2 separate regions of the Mus musculus genome follow, and region 2 is linked to region 1. The links are chromatin contacts, called in public HiChIP or PLAC-seq maps. All regions are on one chromosome and are shown on one strand. Each heading gives the region's core, a stretch centred on a gene start, on an enhancer-like site or on the middle of the called end of the contact. The rest is flanking DNA. Distances are from core to core; before and after follow the strand shown. Region 1 overlaps Ankrd13a (ankyrin repeat domain 13a). Region 2 overlaps Msi1 (musashi RNA-binding protein 1).

The links. HiChIP or PLAC-seq counts read pairs in DNA pulled down with a chosen protein or histone mark.
Region 2: an H3K27ac HiChIP or PLAC-seq map of embryonic stem cells shows a contact between it and region 1, with 2.1 times the contacts expected there. The contact joins two enhancer-like sites.

The regions. Positions count from the first base shown.
Region 1 is chr5:114,791,164-114,797,823 of GRCm38.p6, reverse strand. Ankrd13a (ankyrin repeat domain 13a) reads right to left here. Exons shown (of 15, transcript NM_026718.2): 5 at 6,417-6,560; 6 at 5,535-5,724; 7 at 2,077-2,143; 8 at 909-990. Among named protein-coding and RNA genes, the nearest start is that of Ankrd13a, 19 kb to the right of the region's middle. Within about 2 kb of position 3,008, at least 44 of the 459 cell types and tissues checked have an H3K27ac peak or open chromatin away from gene starts, as enhancers often do. A contact at or near this core is called in embryonic stem cells, where this site is marked.
Region 2 is chr5:115,441,058-115,447,717 of GRCm38.p6, reverse strand. It overlaps Msi1 (musashi RNA-binding protein 1), which reads right to left. Exons shown (of 15, transcript NM_008629.2): 9 at 6,273-6,390; 10 at 2,243-2,323; 11 at 532-588. Among named protein-coding and RNA genes, the nearest start is that of Msi1, 15 kb to the right of the region's middle. Within about 2 kb of position 3,382, at least 8 of the 459 cell types and tissues checked have an H3K27ac peak or open chromatin away from gene starts, as enhancers often do. A contact at or near this core is called in embryonic stem cells, where this site is marked.

The sequences.
Region 1 (6,660 bases), core at 1,759-4,258:
ATCAGGCTCCTCACTGCGATTCCCGGGTCCTGATCCAAGCCACTGACAGTAGGGATTCCATTTGTAGGTGGGGAGATAAAAACCACCCACCAAGGTGAGGTTCTCTTTAGCATTTCTCATTAGGAGCTTTAACCTGGAGGGACTGTCCTAATAATCTAAGCGCTCACCATGGAGCGATCAATCAGGAAAATGGAAAAAAAAAAAGAACCAAGATTTCAGGCAAAGCAACTGTAATACCTGGCAAGCTTTGAAGTGAGGAGCTGGGTCTGGGTCCCTTCCCTCCTTGGTTCCCACTGCCGTATTCTGCCAGCCACCTGCCCACCCAAAGCAGAGGCAGCCGCTGGCCAACTGTAACTGTCTGCACTGTTTAAATGTTTGCACGTGGCGACGACTCATACTCCTCTCAGTGGCCAGAAGAATGGCTCAGCACCAACTCCATTTTACTACACAGGAAAGAGCCTTACTGCAGAGACAGCGTCCCAAGGCTGTGCACAGAGCTGGCAGAGCCGGTATAGCAATCACAGATCCAAGGAGATTCTGCCCAAAGCCTGAGTTCCACAGAAATCTTGTCACTATAATGGCCGCAAAGTCACCCATCCTAAGGACAAGAGTCCCAGTTCTTCTCACTGTCCTCTGCTACCAACAGCTACCGCCACAGCACCTAAGTAAGCCCTCACGAGTGGCTTTAATTACAATTGAAACCAACCATGGAAAAGCCCACAAACGAGTCAAACTAAGGAAATTTTTACAAAGGAAAGTTAGGATTCGCATGTCCAAACCCAACACATTTACCCTAAAGAAACTACAGCACTATCAACACCGCTGGTGCACAGGATCAATCCATCAGTGCGGGGCGGGGCGGGGCGGGGCGGGGCGGCGAGGAGGCGTGGCGGCGGGGCGGGACTTACCTTTGTATCGCTTCTTCTCCTCCTCCGTTAGGTGCTCGGTGCGGATCCTGGTTATCACGCTCACGTTGTTTACCGAGTAAACCTTGAGGGTTGTGTGCAAAAGACAGTTGTGACATGGGGGACCGAAAGCCAACACACGCACCGCAAGACCAAGAATGCTGAAGCAAAATCAAAGCGAGAACTGGCCGACAGCCAGCCTCAGCCCCTCAGACAGCTCCCGCCCGCCCAGGGATGCGCTCAGCAGTTACTCTGCACCCGCCAGCTAAAGGGACTCGCTCGGCAGGTGTCTTGCAGATAGGAGGGTGTCCACCGGGCTCCTCCTGCTCCTGTCTGTCTCCTGTGATCTGCGGTGCTCTCCTGACAGTACTGACTAAGCCAGACCTCGGCTCTCTAGACCGCCTGGGAGATCAGAGAAAACCGGCTGGCTTTCTACTAACAACAAGAGATTCTGGTTGCCAGAGGGAGCACTGTGCTGTCCATCAGGGCTGTGTGAGGGGTCTCAGTCGGCTGTGTGCTGACAGCTGCAGAAACCGCACTCTGCACCACAGCAGCTGTTTCTAAGTGCGTCTCGCTGAGTGTGATGGAGGCCAGCAGAAGACACTCCCTCCGTCCCTGCTGTACACTAAGGAAAGGCTAGCAAACGGCCTGTCCCCTGGCAAAATACCAAATGATACCACAGACACTGCCATTGCTACTGCAAGGTTTCCAGGCATTGAAGCAGCTGCAGCGATTGGGTTTGGTTATTTTGTTTTTTTTTGTTTTTTTTTTGTTTTGTTTTGTTTTGTTTTGGAGCCAAGGCTTAGAGTCAGCTAAAGAAATTACCTAAAGCTTAAATAACAAAGGATCACAGAAGCTATCTACTATATATCTTCTTTAAAAGAGAAAAACCGACTAAATATAATAATAATAAGTTTTTTTTAAAGAACCAAAAGAACGTCTCTCATCTCATTTCTGAACAGCCATAAAGCTACGGACCTGCTCAGAGCATGCTGTCCCATTTTCTGAAAAAAATCAGTAAGATGAAAGAGGGGGTAGGAGATGCCTTAGAACTTCCTCCCCAGGGACTGTCCGTCCGTCCGGCAGACCAGGGAAGCAATCAGAACAGACCCCTCATTTGCATAGCCGCTGAAAAGCTAAAGGGAATCTTAGTTGAAGAGCTTGCTTTTACCTTGGCTTCGTAACCATTGACAACTTCAGCTTTATCTGTCCTCCAGCCCCAGAATCCGGATTTAGTTCTGACAAAAGTGAACACCACAAAAATTTCCACATGTACAGAGGTTACCCCTGCAGCCCTTACAGGCCACCCCCGCCCCCGACATTAGTGAAGGACACTTGGAAATCGTCGTCCCACTGTCCACAAAACGATGCGACCAGTGACAGATGGCTTAGACATCCCCTCCCCCTCCCACAGTTATCAGTGTGCTGCACTCCAGGCAAAGAGAGCATCCACTCTTGGCTTCTGTTTCGGACCTGCCAGCACAGGGGGCAAAAGGTCATGACATCTGTTGGACGGCTGTCCTAAATAAATGAGTGAAGATGGCCCTTGTCCAAGGTCTTGCTTGCATGTATCTGGGTCATCTACTGCAGGCAAGGGCACAAGAGCCTCTCCTCCATCCAGGAATTCTCAGAACTGTGAACACACAGCTTCCTGCCCGCCTCTGGCAGAAAGGCAGGTGGAGTCAGAACCCATAACAATGTTGAGAGGCTAGGGAAGGTCATTAAAGCTTTCAAAATGGCCGGAGAACCACATGTTCATTGTCAGGCATAGCAAGGAGGAAGGACATGAAGAGTGGCTTTTCAACTCAGTCACTGATGGGTGACTTTTGAGGCAGCCCGGGTTGCAGCTACACCTGTAGCATGGGCTATGTGCTTAGAAACCCATTTCATCAGGGCTACACACTTCTAGGGGAAAGTGTATTCAGGATCAGAGGACAGCCTCTAAGTTCTGATTAGTTTTCTTTTATGTTTTTGTTTAAAGACGGGATCTTGCTATATGGGCCAGACTGCCTCTAACCTGTAAGCCTCTTGCCTCCAAGTGCTGGAGTTACAGGCAAGAGCTTCCTGCCACTCCTGGGTGTGACTGCTTTTCAGAGCAGCTTGCCCTGGGAGGAGCCCATCTGCCCGGCCTTTGTCTAGGACATCACCCTAGCTTTTCCTGGCACTGTGGAGAGCTGCCATCCGTCTGCCCTTTGCTCTGTCTTGTCACAGAGGAAGCTCAGAGGATGGTCGCAGGCTAGCCAGCTCACAAGAGCAGAATGCAGTTTGTAAAATTTATATTTCCATAACATAAATTCCATAGAAAGGAATTTCTAGTGGGATTCTAGTAAATCAAATCAGGCGACACACTGAGTTTTATAGATTGGTTTGAACCCATCATAAAAGGAAGACCCATGGGTGTTAATTTTCCTCTTGGGTGAAGATGACCCCACACAGCAAGAGATAGAGTCCTAAAAGGACTCTGGTAAAGGCTGGCTACTCTAGCTTACACTGTTCAAACAAGAACAGGGCACCGGGACTACACTCCTGACTAGCAGGTCACAGCCCTTGCTGCCACCAGTGACTAAAACCCCAGATGCGCCCGGGGTTAACTCCGTTCCATGCTGCACTAGTGCTAGGCAGACATACCCGCTCCTCGGCTGTCGTTACTTGCTCTCACACATCGCCATCGCTGCTCCTGCTGTTCTTGGCTGCCCCGCTCTGACAGCATCTGAGCTGGGAAGCTCAGACTTCACTATGTTAAACCCAGCTGTGACTCCCTGAGCCTCTGTCAGGTCTGTGTGCACCACAAGGCATCTGAAGACCACAGGACACCCAGCTTCCTTCTGCCTGTCCCACCTGAGACCAGCACACCAAAGGCCACGTAGCAGGGGCTGTGACTCAATATTATGAAGTTTAAAGGCGGCTCTGAAGTGGCAGGGATGTTGTTCTTGCTGCATATCATTCAGGAAAAGGACGGCCAGTTACATACCGTCCCCTGAAACTCACCAGGGAGGGTAGTGCTTTATAAGCATTGAATTCCTCGTATAGGCATGGGAAAAGGATGACAGTAACCATTGCAATGTGGCAAAGAACCTCGGAGAGAGCCTCCGCTGGAACTGATCATTCATGTGTCTTTGAATCTGCAAACCTCGCACTCAGGAGCGGCTCCAATCTCTACTTATTCCAACGTTCACTGATCACATATGAACATCATTAAAACAAAGCAAAAAAAAACAAAAAAAAAAACAAAAAAACCAAAAAAAAAAACCAGCTGTCTTTCAGCACCCTCGCCTCGGCCTACTGTCAGCTTCAGGAAAACCAGCTGGAGCTGGCTGTCTGAAAACCCTGTGACCCCGAGAATACACAATGTACCTCCGTCCTCGGTACACAGGGCCACACTCTTGTTTCCCATCTGCACTTGGTGGACTAAGGCCAGGAGTTGCCACACACCCTGGATAGGCTCCACTTCACAGCAAACAATGGCTCTAACAATGCCCGAGGAGTGACCCAGCACCTCCTCTAGTCTAGAGCCTCTGAGGGCCCGCCCTGCCTGTGAGGCTCATGCTGAAACCTAAGGCCATCAGGCCAAGAGCCTCCAGAGGACCCCATGACTGGCCCCTAAGCCTCAGTGTCCCTAGCCAGTAGGCTGGAAAGAGGACTTCCTTCAGAATCCAGTTCCTATTCCTACTTCTGAAGCAGAAACAGCCCCAAGATGTGACAGGGGCTGCATGTCCCAGTCCCTGTCAGACACCTGCCTTTGTGGCTTTCCTGACCAAAAAGAAAAGGGCCATTATGTTTTAGAATTGACTACAGAGCTGTCTCTGAGTTTTCTTCACCAATTTTATTGGTGAAAACAAGGTTAAAGAGATCAATCAGCTAGCACACTCGTGGAGAGAAGAAGGCCTGGATCCAGGAACAAGGACCAGATGAGCTCAGGCTACACTGACTCACAGGCAGCAGACGTGACATCCTAGGCCAACTCTAGAGATGCTGCAGATACCCTCGGTTCACTGAGCTCCATGGTAGAGAGAGAGAGAGATAGCAGGTTCTACTTCCTTCCTGCTCAGGGTGCCCCTGCCCTGCCCTGCCCAGCACATCGCACAGGATGGCTGTGTCAGTGGACGCCTACGGATGGCATCTCATTGGGATAGAGAGCTCTCCGGAGAGCTCCCAGCGCCTCCTAGGACCTGGAAAGAACTAAGCAGCCTTCAGGTGCTTCTTCCCCACTGTTGCCTCACAGGCGGGGTTGGGGCGACAATACGTTACGTTAAGTATAAATCTGACTGCCTAGCATCAGCACAATTCCAGTCAACTCTAGCATCAGGAAACTCAACGTTCCACATTTTGGGATGAAGGAATGTTGTGCATCCAAAACTATCAAAACATAAAAAGACCCAGGGAGCCCAGAAGAAGGGGCCCACAGAAGCACGCAGGGATGAGACTTAAGACACTGTGCCACAGAGATGCCGTGCACAGCACATCAATTATGATGCCTATTTGATTAGCCCTGGAGATCACTCTTAAAACCGACTAGCATTACGCCGTATTAGAGAAGTCCCAACCCAGCTATAACTTCCGATCACTGCAACCCTGTCGTTTATGAAAGCAGTCCCCAGACGAGATGGTGGCCCGGAATCCAGTCCGTACCTCTCAAAGGCAACGTTCTTAGTATCCAGGCTGGTGTTGATGACTGGGCTTGTCAGCCGCCTCTCCACCTCCCTGCTTTTTGGCTTCATCAGGTCCAGGGTGAGGCGCTCCATTTCTTGGGAAAGATCGAAGTGTTCGGTGGTGACCACGCGGTCATCGTGGTTGACCTCCATCAGCTCCGCCCAGTTGTCTGTTAGGGAGAGGACCAGTGTGAGGCAGCTGGCTACATGGAGGCCTCCCCTCCCCTCCCCTCCTCCACCCCCACTGAGCCTCACCTCTGAGGTTACCAATTACTGACTGACTCTGCTTGCACAGAGCTCCTCTGGTCAGCACTCTTCGACTCACCAGAGACCCTGGAGCATCTTCCCCAAAATGGAGATTTTAAACCCAATACTTCTTCTTTATTAGCAATGCATTTCACCTGTGACCTTTACAGAGCACTGCTATGGCGTTAATGTAAATGATCTACTAGGCACACGGGTGAGCACTGTGGCATCTCCCTTCACTATAGAACCATGCCCAATCACAAAGGGAATGCCAAGCTATATGGGACAGAAGGTGGCATTTCACGTGTGACAGACAACTGGTGTTCAGTAATGAGTGAGCAGGGAACTAGCCAATCTTCAAAATAAGAGGGATGAAGAACTGAATACTTACAGTAACCGCCCAGACCAAATATCAAACAGACGAAGAATAAAATACAAATATATTTTACTGGTTCAAATGTAGCATGCAGCTAGATATGGGAGCGCACACCTTTAACTTCAGTGTCGAGAGGCAGAGGTCAGCCTGGTCTACAAGGAGAGGCGAGGGCCAACCTGGGCAACCTAGTGAGACCTATCTCAGTAACAACAAGAAGGGATTCCTACAATGCTTGCTTACCTCCTCCCTTAAATATGAAGCTCCGCCTCCCTCTGATCCAGCTCATGTTTTCAAACCCCAGCAAGGTGATGTCCACGCGCAGCTTGGCTCCACTCTTCCATATGCGACAGACATCGTTGGGGCATATTCTAGACACCAAGGGCACTGGAGGAGAGAGGTAGGTGTATTACAGAGAAGAACACAAGGGCCCAGCAGGACTCGGAGGACCAGGGACTCAGGGCTCTGACTTTTGCAAAGAGTCGGT
Region 2 (6,660 bases), core at 2,133-4,632, 650 kb before region 1:
GGGCCAAACGTTTTTGTCCTTATTTTCCTAGGAGGAGCCCACGGGCATCCCTGGGGCCATCGGAGGTATGTCGCTTGGGCCCCAAGTATCTGGGTAACTTGGGGTGTGTTAACAAGACAGAACGAAGACTGCAAAGTTCTTACAAGGCGAAAGTTGGGGGGGTTCTAGTTTCTTGGGGGAAATTAGATGAGAATGCTGCACTGGGTACAGGCACCCCCCAGTTCTGCGTATAAAGTCCCTCTTAGCCTGCTGTGCTCCAAGTTCGTGACCCTGGCCTGTTCACCACTGGGCACCAGAGCCTCCACGGTGCCTGGCACACAGGAGACACTAGATAAATATTAGATGAGTGACTTTACCTCCGTCTGCCTGGCTTGGCCTCCCGCCCCACCCTCGAGGGCCATGTAGCTGAAGAAACTGGCCAGTGCCCAGGTACAGTCGTTCTGCCAGCTTCACCCCGGGGAAGGGGACAGTCCCTCTCCCCTCCTTTCTCCCCGCGTGGCCTATGAGATGCACGGAATCTGAGCCACTGACCTGTGAGCTCGGGGAGGACTGGGGCGCTCGGGAGAGGGCTCCGCTCTACACGGAATTCTAAAATGAAACGTAAGACAGCTTAGGAAATCGCAGGGGAGCCCCTTTGGCATGGCCCCTGGCGGGGGACAGGGGGCAGGGAGAAACGCACCCACGGGGACCAGGGGCGAGGGGGCGGGTCATGCACGGGACTCAAGAACTGGGAATGGAAAGTGCACAGTCTCAGTAGGTGAGGTGGGGCAGAGGGGTGAGAGAGAGAGAGAGAGAGAGAGAGACAGACAGACCAACCGACAGACAGACAGATGATATGAAAGGGAGAATGAACGAAACTAGAGATGCCGCCTAATCCTGCGCACAAGGCACCACCAGCAGTGGGATTCCCAAGGTTTGGTGCTGAGAACTGAGCCCAGGACTTTACATAGGCTAGATCAGTAAGAGAAGCACTCTCTTACTGATCTGCACCCTGGGGCCCCGTTTCTGTTCCGTTTTTTAAAGGGTTATTTATTTTATGTGTATGGGTGTTTCGCCGACAGGTAGGTATATATATATACATATATATATATGCATATATATGTATATATATATATTATATATGCATGCCACGTGTATGCCTGGGGCCTTTCGAATTCTGAAGGATGTTTTAGATGCCCTGTAAACGGAGTTACAGACAGTTGCAAGCCACCATAAGGGTGCCGGGGACTGAACCTTCGTCCTCCGGAACAGCCAGTATTCTTAACTGGGGTCAGTCCCTAGTGACACCACTTCCCAGTCGAATCTTTGTAGCAACTCTTCTGTCCTCTGAGCAGTTTCTCATCTCTACAACAGGATCCCCGAGAGGGCTAGGTGTCTGTGGTGTGTACTAAGGACTGCAAGCTAAACAAACAGCCCAAGGACAGGGGAGGTAAATGCTTAGGGACCCCTCCAGGAAATAAGACCCAAACGGACTGGGATGTGTAGCTCAGTGGTAGAGGCCTTGCTTAACATCCCGGAGGCCCTGGGTTCACTGCCCGTAACCAGCCACAGCACAGAAGAGGAGGAGTAGGTGGCTACATGGTGAACTTGAGGCCTGCCTAGGCTCTACCTCAACGACAGATGAATAATACTTGGGACGTGGCTCTGGCGGAGCACGTGTGAGGTCCAGTCCACTCCCAGCACTACAGAGACAACCAACCAAGGGTCTGGAAATGATTTGATACTTAACAGGAAACAATGCTAAATACTAACACGACAGCCCAGGGTTTTGTATTTCTGTTTAAAATATAGGTCTAGTGTTATCTTTATTTTGTAGCTTTAAGGTTCAGCGGGTAAGCTCTCAGGCTCTATACAGCACTCGGTACCCCGTGAAGACTCAGTACAGCACCTTTAAGTACCTTTGTGAGGACGTGAATCCCAATGGCCCTTGGAGAAGCCCCCACCCCCACCCCAAGTCCAGGGCTGTCTTTGGAGGGACTGGCAATTTTTAAGTCGGGCAGGGATGGAGAAAGTCAGAAAACAGGCAGAGAATGGATGGCCTGGGCAAAACTGTACCATGCAGGGCTACACCAGGATCCCCACACTCTCGGTGGAGGGGGTGGGAGAAAGAGACTCCTCGGACACGCCCTTCCTTCCAAGCATCCGGCCATGCACTCTAGATGCCCGCCACCCTGAGGAGGAGTCACACTGTCTGGAACTGGGGACATGCTGGACATGTGGAGAGACACCCAGGGGGACTTACCGGGGAACTGGTAGGTGTAACCAGGGGCAAGGCCTGTGTAACTCCGGCTGGCGTAGGTCGTGGCTTGGAACCCTGGGTAACCTGATGGGACAAAGCGACGGGGTGAGAAACCTTGCCCTCAGCGGGGGGCAAGGCCAGCTTGGATCTGAGGGTGCTCATAGTCTTCCTACAGCTAGCTTGTCACAGATAAGCCTTAGGTTTCCAGTAGACTTCTATGCACCAAGCCCCAAGCTGGGCACAGCGTTTATCATCTTACAAGACCTCTCAAGTGCTGTATCAGGGAGGCCTGGTGAGGGGCTCACACGGAAACTGAGGCACAGAGAGCTGAAACTGGATAAGAACAACACAACCCTGTTACCCAACTCTTCCCACCCGGGCTCCCATCTTCTTCTGCTCCCGATCTCTCACACAGCTTTCTCTTCCTGCCTCTACGCCCCGACTTGCTGTTTCTCAAGAGTTTGCAGAGATCAGACCAGGGCCCTTGCACACAATGCCATCTCTGCCCGTGGCACCCACACGAGACCACTGAGGCCTTGTTACGCTGGTGTCAGGCAGGTCTCTCCTCTCTCTGCACGGAGGCTACAGTTCCTCCTGCGTCGTCCCGCGATTCCTCTGAGGGTGGGCATTCTATCACCCAGAAGAAGAAAGCCTTCTGTCAGTGCTCACGGAGCACTGGAATTCCGGTTCAGATCCGATTAGCTCCCTGGTTCTCCCTCACCAGCCCTTGCAGGCTCAGCATGTGTGGTGCATGGGTGTGTATGCATGCAAGGGCTCAGCAACTCACGAGTGTCCTTTCCTGTTGCTCTCTGCCTTATTTTATTTTGAGGCTGGGTCTCTCCCAGGGCCTAGAGCTTCCCCACCGTCTACACTGTGTGACCAGGAAGGCCCCAGCACTAGGTTCCAGATGCATGCTTTCACGACAGCGCTGTGGATAAGAACTCCCCGTGACTGCGCAGCTGATGCTCTACCCACTGGGCCATCCCCGCAGCTCCCGACTGACTGCACCATTTATTACTTTTTTCTATAGCTGTTCGAAATCACTTAAGCCAAAAACAACTGACCGCAGACAAAGGTGTTTCTCAAAGTGCTGGATGGGAAGACAACAAAAGAGAGGCAGTGAACCGCCTCATTCCAGCCCCAGACGGTCCGGGGAGGACCAAGACTTGCTTTGAGAGAGCTCCACCTCCAACACACCCTAAGCTGGTCACCTCAGCGAGGTAGAGAGTTCAAGGTCATCCTTGGTTACGAACCAGTTCTAGACTATCCTGGGCTACATGGGTCCGTCTCAAAAAAATTAAAATAAAATAGAGCCAGGCATGATACCACATACCTTTAATCCCAGCCCTTGAGAGACAGAGGCAGGTGGACCTCTGTAAATCTGAGGCCAGCCTGGCCCAGGACAGCCAGGGCTAAAAAGTGAGACGCTGTCACAAACAAACAAACAAACAAACAAGCTGGCAATAGCAAAAAAATTTTTCGGTCAACTAATAATAGTAGGAAATAGTACATTAGATGTAAATATTTCATCAATATAAAACTATAATGCGCTAACACCCCCCCCCCCCGTATGTGCCCACAATTATAAAGATTAAAAAAATACATTATGGCAGTTGAAGGGAGAGGCAGAGGCAGGCAGATCTCTGTAAGCTTAAAGCCAGCCTGGTCTACAGAGCAAGTTCCAGGTTACCCAGTTACCAACAGATCCTGTCTTTAAAAAAAAAAAACCAGTTTTAAGGAAAAGACCTTTCCTCAAAAGACTCAGGAAAAACTCACACATACTGGGCTGGAGAGATGGCTCAGCACTTCTTCATCTCTCCAGCCTTGTCCTGGAACAGGCTAGCCACTAACTCCCCCTGGCCGTATGTTCATCTTCTCAATGTTTGTCTTCACCCTTGATTATTTGTATGTATGTGTTTGTGTATATGTCTGGTCTATGCATATTGCCTGCACGGGGAAAGTGAGGAGCTGCGGGATTCCCTGGAACTGGCCGTGTGGGTGTGGGCAGGCATGAGTCCAGGGAGTGAAACCCGGGTTCTCTACAAAGGCAGTTATGACTTTTAACTGCTGAGCTGGCTTTCCAGCCTGTTTACTCTGTGTCTCTGTGTGTGTGTGCATATGCATGTGAGTATGTGTGTATATGTATGTATGTGTATATGTATGTGTGAGTCTGTGTGCCTGTATTATGATGTGTGTGTGTCTGTGTGTCTCTATGTGTGTATGTATATGTATGTGTATCTCTGTATGTATGTATATATATATATGTGTGTGTGTGTATGTGTGTATGTGCTCGAGTGCCCTCTCATGTGTGCTCCCTAAGGACTGAGCATACATATAACACCTCATGATCTAGGTACTTTTGTGAAATTCACCTTTTTTAAAAAAAAAATTAATGTGGCCGGGCATAGTGGTGTACTTGGGAGGCAGAGGCAGGTGGATTTCTGAGTTCTAGACCAGCCTGGTCTACAGAGTGAGTTCCAGGACAGCCAGGGCTGCACAGAGAAACCTTGTCTCAAAAAACAAAAAACAAACAAACAAACAAAAACCCAACCAAACAAAAATTAATGTATGAGTATCTGCACATACACCTGCTCGCCAGAAGAGGGCGACAGATCCCATTACAGATGGTTGTGAGTCACCCCATGTGGTTGCTGAGAATTGAACTCAGAACTTCTCTGGAAGAAGACACTAGGCAGTGGTCGTACACACCTTTAATCCCAGCACTTGGGAGGCAGAGGCAGGCGGATCTCTGAGTTCGAAGGCAGCCTGGTCTACAGAGTGAGTTCCAGTCCAGGATAGTCAGGGCTACACAGAGAAACCCTGTCTCAAAAACAAACAAACAAAACAACCCAGCACTTGGGAGGCAGAGGCAGGTGGATTTCTGAGTTCGAGGCCAGCCTGGTCCACAAAGTGAGTGAATTCCAGGACAGCCAAGGCTACACAGAGAAACCCTGTCTCAAAAAACCAAGAAAAAGAAAAAGAAAAAAAGAAAAAGAAAACAAAACAAACCAAAAAAAAAACCTCTGGAAGAGCAGTCAGTGCTCTTAACCACTGAGTCATCTCTCCTGCCCCCTTCTTTTAATTAAAAAATATTTTTATGCAATGTGCACAATGCCATGCAGAATAGGAGCCAGATCCTCTAGAACTAAGGTTGCAGGTTGTTCTGAGGTGCCATGTGGGTGCTGGGGAATTGAACCTGGGTCCTTCAAAAGACCAGCTAGTGTTCTTAACCACTGAGCCATCGTCCCAGTCCCTTGGGTGCTTTTCAAAGCACAGCTGACTCTTAGCTGATTTCAAGGCTCATGGCTAGTCCCATCACCTACTCCAGGGAGCCTCCCGTGGTTGTTTAGGTGGCTCCTTGGACCTCCATGGCCCCGAATCCCTCTATAGAAGACACTCCTGTCTTTCAGGTGAACCACAGCCCAGTGACAGCAGATCCTACCCCTCACACAAAACACAACAAAGACAACAATAACAACACGAGAATTAGCTGCGTGAGACAACCAAGCCTTCCTCAAGCCCCTGGACCTCTGTCAATGCTACTCTCCCTGTCTGGTACGCTTCTCCCTTCTTCCCCACGACTGCCCGCAGACCCAACCTACAGGCTCAGTGTAACTCTTGTGTGCTTCCTGGTTCTCCAGAGTCTTGGTCCAATTATCTCTGCCCACACTCTCTTGGTAGCCTATACTTCATCCTGAACTCAGGAAAATTATGGCTGGAAATTCCTAGCATGCATCAGGCGCTCAACACGGGATGGATACAGATACCCCAAGTAGTCAGGAGACCAGATACTATGGGGCGGCTGCAGTATATCAGAACCACCACAAGAGGGCAGTGTTCCACACCAATCTGTCCACTTCGGGCAGGTCTGCCAGATTGGAAGCACAGTTTTTGCCTTTACTCTTGACTCAGACAGAAGGGCAGACCACGAGGAGAAGTCACACCCACCCAGCCTGCCCCCCTCCACCCCCCCAGAAGCCTCAGGGGCAAGACTAGGCAAGAAAAAAGCCACAGGTGTAGGCCTGGCACGTACCCAGCATCCCAATACCCAGCATGAAGGCATCCATTCCGTAGGGCATGACCCGAGACCTGCCCCGGGCTGAGCCTGTCGGGGACATCACCTCCTTTGGCTGGGCTTTCTTGCATTCCACCTGCAACGAAAGCTGACGGTCAGAGGCTGCTACAGCAGGCCTCCTCATTCTTACTTCAACTACCGTTTAAAGAGCGCTCACTATGTCTGAAGGGCTTTACAGATGCTAGCTCAGTCACCAGAACGATCGCACCGGACCAACCGTGAATGCATTACGATTCCTACATGACTTATTTTTAGTTTTAACTCACTTTAATTTTCTTATGGTAGGGTCTTATTAGTGTAGCTTTAGCTAGCTTGCAACTTGCTATACAGACCAGGCTGGCCTTGA